Regions from separate parts of the Gossypium arboreum genome. Here region 1 is linked to region 2. The links are chromatin contacts, called in public Hi-C maps. All regions are on one chromosome and are shown on one strand. The core of a region is the stretch at or near the end of the contact, and the rest is flanking DNA. Distances in the headings are between cores, read along the strand shown.

Evidence for each region. A called contact is a pair of places that touch in the nucleus more often than the background predicts.
Region 1: a contact with region 2 is called in a Hi-C map of leaf, with 3 times the contacts expected there. The contact joins the promoter of LOC108467477 here to the enhancer-like site in region 2. A contact is called at or near these places in 3 of 5 Hi-C or Micro-C datasets (all in leaf).

Annotation. Positions count from the first base shown.
Region 1 is chr8:130,741,110-130,744,321 of ASM2569848v2, reverse strand. LOC108467477 (light-inducible protein CPRF2-like) reads left to right here and starts at 1,672. Exons shown (of 6, transcript XM_017768098.2): 1 at 1,672-2,152; 2 at 2,250-2,325. The coding sequence starts at 1,778.
Region 2 is chr8:130,619,150-130,622,387 of ASM2569848v2, reverse strand. It overlaps LOC108467729 (protein LONGIFOLIA 1-like), which reads right to left. Exons shown (of 4, transcript XM_017768481.2): 3 at 3,057-3,238; 4 at 925-1,694. The coding sequence ends at 1,108. Among protein-coding and RNA genes, the nearest start is that of LOC108467729, 3.4 kb to the right of the region's middle. Within about 2 kb of position 1,382, at least 2 of the 2 cell types and tissues checked have an H3K27ac peak or open chromatin away from gene starts, as enhancers often do. A contact at or near this core is called in leaf, where this site is marked.

The DNA of each region.
Region 1 (3,212 bases), core at 423-2,922, 120 kb before region 2:
TTTTTAGGGGTTAAAATTTTGAAAATAAAAATATGAGGATGAAATTCTTTTATAATGTATGAGGGGTTAAAATATACAAGTTTTTTTTTTTACAAAGAAATATGAACTTCATTTCACTAGTTAAGATTACAAGCAGATGGGCTAAATAAGCTCAAGAGATCAAGCAGTCAATAAATGGGTTTAACCCAAGCCCAAACCCTAGCCTAATTGCCCACCACCCGCCGCCAGTAGCCACAGCGGGAGAGGAGAAGACCATTGGAGATGCTTGAGAGACAAGGAAGTTGCCATGCCTCCAACACCACTAAGGGAAAGCTGAGACTGCAGCAAGATCGGGTAGAAGAAGCGCCGTCATGACCATGGAGACCATCAGGAGTCAGGACCACTAATAAAAAGGATGCCACAACCTTGGTTACCGGCATCGGTCACCAAACTACAAGGATTTGGTTTCACTAGATCGGCTTCACCATATTCGAGCTTGCAAAGGCTTGTAGTTGTCTGCGACGACGAATCTTGTCAAGAGCAGTAGCAAAAATAGGCCGAAGGAATCCTCGATCGGAGAAAAGGGATCAACTCCATAAAGAGGTTGTGGAAAGCCACGAGGTGGTCGAGTTTCTCTCCCTCCATTCCGGCGTCAAAGGGCATAGGGAAGGAGAGAGTTGGGTTATTTTATGGAAAGGGGTAGGAAAAAAAGCGAAAAAGAGAAATAAAGGGAGATATGTTAACAACGACCGGCCCAAAGGCCGGGCGTGCCGGCATGGCGGTAAGAAGGCAGGGAAAAGTGTTTTGTTTGAAAGCGAAGGAACGATAAAATATACATTGCTTAAGACATAGGGAAATAGGATGTTACGTGTGAAGCCGTACAGTAAAATGACTGGGTCTATCGTCTTGCTTTCTTTCAGTATTGTCAATGACAGCTACTATCTTTATTTACTTTTTGCCCAAACCCAAGTTGAAAGTTGAAACTCCCCACCGACTGGGCCCTATTTTTAACTTTTCCCTAATACGTACACTACACTTTTTGCTCCCATCTTCTCTTTTTTACTGTCTTAGCCCGCGCACATCATCAAGTGTTCCAATTTCTACCAATAGCCGCCCTCCCCACCCATGTATTAACTAACACGTGTATTATTGTAAGAACTGATCAAATTATGGTTTTGGTACTTTTTATTGTGCTCAAATTTAGGATTTTATCCCTGTATATTCTTTTTAAAGTTTCACTAGTTCAAAAACATCACAAGATTGGTATAAATATATGTTCCATGGACAATAATATAGATTTCAACCAATACAATACAAAGAGGATGAGGACTAATTCAAAACTAATCGAACACAACTCATATAAGGCATATTCACAAAGTAAAAAGGAGATTCACATATCATAATTACTCAAACCCGAGTCTTCAAGAGTTTTATTTTCTTTTTACTTTTATAATTTTATTAATCAATTAGTTTAATTGACTTATATTTTAATAAAAACACATTTTTCAACTTATTACGCTACTTTATTAATTAAAATATATAAATACTTGGATTAATTAATGATGTTACTAAAATACAGAGATTAAAAAGTTATGTCGAATTATAATATATGAACTAAATTTTTAGTTTGATTATAGTAAAAGGACTAAAATCAAAATTTGACCAGTGGAATGTTAGTGGATATATTCTGTTTGTTCCCGCATATAATTTTAAATGATAAAAACAAGCTGGAAGAAAGAGAGAGGAAGGCGAATTGCATTGTGGAGAAAAAGAAGGGAAAAGGATTTCACTGAAAACGATGCATACTGAGTTCTCAGTTGACGATTTCTCGGACTCCTTTTGGGCGGCTCCGCCGGGGATGAGCCGAAGCCAATCGGAGTGGGCTTTTGACAATTTTATTGAAGAGTTTTCTGGTTCGGGCGGGGCGATCCCGGTGTCGCGTTCGGACGAGAGTGTGATCGGTCCATCCTTGGCGGAACCTCGGCCGTCCGTTTCGAAATCTGAAGAAGCCGATGGTGAAGGTGACGTGGTGGAGATCAAAAGACCTGGTAATCAGAATCATAACAGTCCGCCGTCCGATCTGGCACCGACGTTCTCGATTGACTCGGATGAGTACCGCGCGATCCTCAAGGACAAGCTCCATCAAGCCTGCGCAGCTGTTGCTCTCTCTCGTGTATTCTTCTCTCTCCAATCTCGATTTCCAATTGGATTTATTATTAAATATTATAAGTCATATTAGATATTTTTTCTGAAAAATAAATATTATTCAGGCATCATCTGTTAAGGCAGAAGTTTTCTCTGCGCAAGCTGAAGATCAAGCGCTTCAATCGAGATCCCAAATTCAAGGTAAGCTTTTGCTTTGCATGCCTCTGATCTGACTTGTTCTTTTTAATGAATTCGAGTTTTTTAGACTTTCCTTTTTTCTCAAATGCAATAGATTGAACTTGTTTAGAGTAAGGATGAAGGACCGTTCACGTTTCTTATTCACTCTGATATTTGAATGCAACTTCTGTGATATAAGCATACGACTTACGCAACCCTGTAAATTAATTTTAGTTATTTCCTTACGTTTCAAATTTTAAGGAGCCGATTTCATGTTAGTTCTAAGGGGTAATTCTATTCCTGAGCAGTAGTTAGATTTTAAGGGAGTCAATTTTTATTTGTAATATATGTTTTTTATCGAAGGAGAGCTAGGATTTCTGTAAAAATTTGCTCTGAATACTTGTATTTCGGCAAAATGATAAAGGCATCTGCCTTACTCAAATTCAGTTGGAGTTGGAGTGTAGTTGGGAAGATCACTAGTCTTATACTGGGAGATAAGCAGTTTCTGTCCCATAAGCATGTTTCATTGTATTAGGAGGCTGCACTGCTTCAACAGGTTTAGTTTTTCTGATGGCAGTCAGCCCCTTCTATACTATGAAAAGTCTATATGGTTTTGAATCAAATGTAGTTCATCTAGTTTGTGATTTGTTGAGGGTGAGATAGTAGCAGAATGAATGACATGAATGTTTCTGTAGTTTGGATCCTTTAAGTTAACTACATCAATGATTTTTTTGCTGCTTGGTGAACTATAGGGAAGCATTGTTTTTCATTTAGTTTTTACTGGAGCCATCCTGCACGTATCATGCATGATTATTCCTAATAAATAATAACTGCTAGTTACTAATGTTTTCTGTCTTCACAAGGTGCAACGTAACTCAATCTTTGATTCATGTTTGTTCTGAAAGAGTGAA
Region 2 (3,238 bases), core at 133-2,632:
TTGTTTCTTTCAAATTCAAAGCTTGTATGAGGTGGAGGGTGCAGTGTTGAAATTATACTGATGGTTGAACTCATCACATAATTGATTCAATAACTTAAATTGTTACATCAGTATTTAACATATTTTTAATAAAGAAAACATTTTTTTGAAAAATTAATAAATCATAAACAAATAATAATAGTAATATAAATATGCATTTTATAACAATAACATTGAAATTCTAAATCATTTTATCCTATTTTTTTCAGAACTCGATTATATAATTCTAGTTAAAACATTAAACTAATCAATTTTTATCTATTAGTCAAATTCCGACGTCGTGAAGGGTTAAAAAGATGAAATGACGGGGCAAAAGTGAGAAGGTAATGATGTAAGCAAATTGTGATTTGCAAGGTTGATATAAGCTTTTTCACTTGTCCAATACTTTTGGGCCACCACGGAAGCCGTAGTGAATATAGAAGGGCAGTCACCTTGGGCTCAGTGTCTCAATTGGGTTGGGCTATCTTGATTTTAAGTTTAAGACTTCAATTCTAGATGGGCTTTTCAACTATAACACAAGTCAACCAATTACTCTCAACTTTCTTTTTCAGACACCTAATTATAAAAAATTACAAAATGGTCATTCAATTCTAGTCTAATTTTGTTAACTTCTGTTAAGAGTGACAGTTCTAAAATAGGTATAATAACAAGTTTAGTGCATAATGTTTATACATAGTATCAATTTGGTCATGACTCTAAAAATATTAATCTTCAACATTGGTTCAATTTTGATCCTAATTTTAAAACAATGCCAAGCATTGATTTTTCTTTTAGAATTATGATCAAATTGACAATGTATAAATAGTAAGGGTTAAATTTTTTATTGTGTCAATTTCAGAGTTGTCACATCATCTTTCTGTCACAAAGAAAGACAAACATAATTAGTTGGATGATAATTTTGTAACTTTTTATAATTAAGTGTCTGGAAAGAGAAACTTCACCGTAGTTGGGTGACTTACTGTGTAATTTACCTAGAAAATAATATATATGATATTTGATGACCAACGACCCAATAAAGCCACAACGTGAAAGCCTACACCTATGATAAAAAGCAACAAAATTCAAGATTCAGAACACCAACTTCCTTCGACTTGTTGGGACTTCATTACTTTTTCCAGAAAAATCAATCAGATCTCGGATGGTTTCGACGATCAGGTCCTTAAATATTTGTCGTTCGATATAGAGGACTGCTTCAGACATCTCAATGGGGTAATCTCCCCAACCGTTAATGGCATCCCCTGCAAGGTCCTTTCTTAACACACCACAAATCACCTCAAACAAGTCATCTGCTGAGTCCCTCCTTCGAATCTTTTCAAATTCGGACCAAATTTGTTGCAGCGATGCCTCTCCTGACCATGGATATTTAAGCTTCCATGGCGGTAATTCTCCCTTTCCATTGAGAATTTCATTTATGGTGTCGAATATAAGCTTCCTTTGGAGTGTATACACTTTGGAGGTGTCTTTCCCTTTAAGGTTCTGCTGCTTCTCAAGCAACAGAAAGACGTCAGTATCATCAGGAAAGTAATTGGATGCTTTGAGGATATCGGAAATGTAGTTGAAATCACAATCGTCTGATTTATCTGATGATTTTGATTCAGCGGTTGACATGGCACTAGCAGGACTCCAAAGTTCATTTTCTGATTCAACAACTTGGTCTGAAAATTTAAAATCTCAAGTCGAATCACAAAATTCTCCATTCAACGTTGATTGAAGAAGGTAAAAGTATTGAATATATATACTTGCTTATTATAGTGTGGGTTGCTTCTAAAATGAGAAAAATCATTAACAAATATCAAAACTTTGTTTCAATGTACAACATCATATATGTACTTCGATTTTGTGCAATTTTATACATAAAATTTTAGTTTGATTTAATTTTCACAAGTCACTAACAACATTATCAAATTAACACCATTTTACATTGATGTATTGCATACATAAACAATTATATTAAACCAATATGAAAATATAAATATATATATATATGTATTTCTTTAAATGAGTACAATTGAATCAAAATCAAAGTTCCATGTACACATATGAATTATAATTCAAGTTTTTTTGTATAATTACAAAACTAAAATTTATGTATCAAAGTATATATTAAACCAAAATTAATATATAAATTAAATATTTATCTCTAATTGTAATTAACTTGACTTGATTTCATACCTTATTAAGAAGTTTTATGTTACAATCTAATAAATATATTACGACATATTTTAAATAATTTTATATTACTCACTTTGTCCTAGTACAATTGTCACAGTTGTTTTTTTTTTCAAAATTTTTAAACTTTGACATCAATTACTATATATATTTATATATTTAAAATTAACTCATTGAAAATCATTATAATATGTACTTTTTTCAAATTTTATGCATAATACTTTTTAAAGAATAATAGGTTAAAGTAAAAATATTTTACCATGTGATAAGTTGAATGGAGAAGAAAGAGTATTTAATTAAGTTAATCTCAAAAATTAATATTTTTATTTTTCCAAAACTTTTACTATTTAAAAAGCATATAAATCAAAATAAAATGGGGCCATAGAGAAACAAAGTCAATAAGGGTAGGGATTACGACATTAACAAAGGGCTAATACACTGACAGAAAACAGATGATTAAATGAATGTACGAAGGAAAAAGAGGACCAAATATGTCGTTGCCTTCACTCTCTTTCCAATATGGACTGTAGTCTTTTAACTTCAAACAAAATTAACAGAGGTGGGGACATTTCCACCACTTTCCAAGACTAGCATTAATGGGATGCTTTGTCAGGCAAAGTTTTACAGCGGTAAGTATATTCTTTTTCTCACTCAGGTAACTTTGGTTTGCAGTAAAAAAGGGAGGATGTTGAATTACTTTCCTGTTTACGACATCTCCATTCTTCTTCTTTCTTTTTGGTTATTCTAAAATTATTTGCTTTTAATGTGGTCTACCAAATTAATGAAACTGTATGAAATCTACACGTAGATAAAGAGATTTACGAATACTCGAAGATTTGTTCTCTTACCTTTGAAATCCATTCTTCGTTTCATCACAGGGGAAGGAGACGAATCATCTTTGTAAAAGGACGCGTCGAGTACCGAAACAGGACTCGGCTGCGACTCAGTTTGAGCTGCGTTCATCTTTGCTATGCTGTGAAGCAACTTATCACACCTTTCCAATAGGCTTCTCCCTTCCTTATATTCCTCC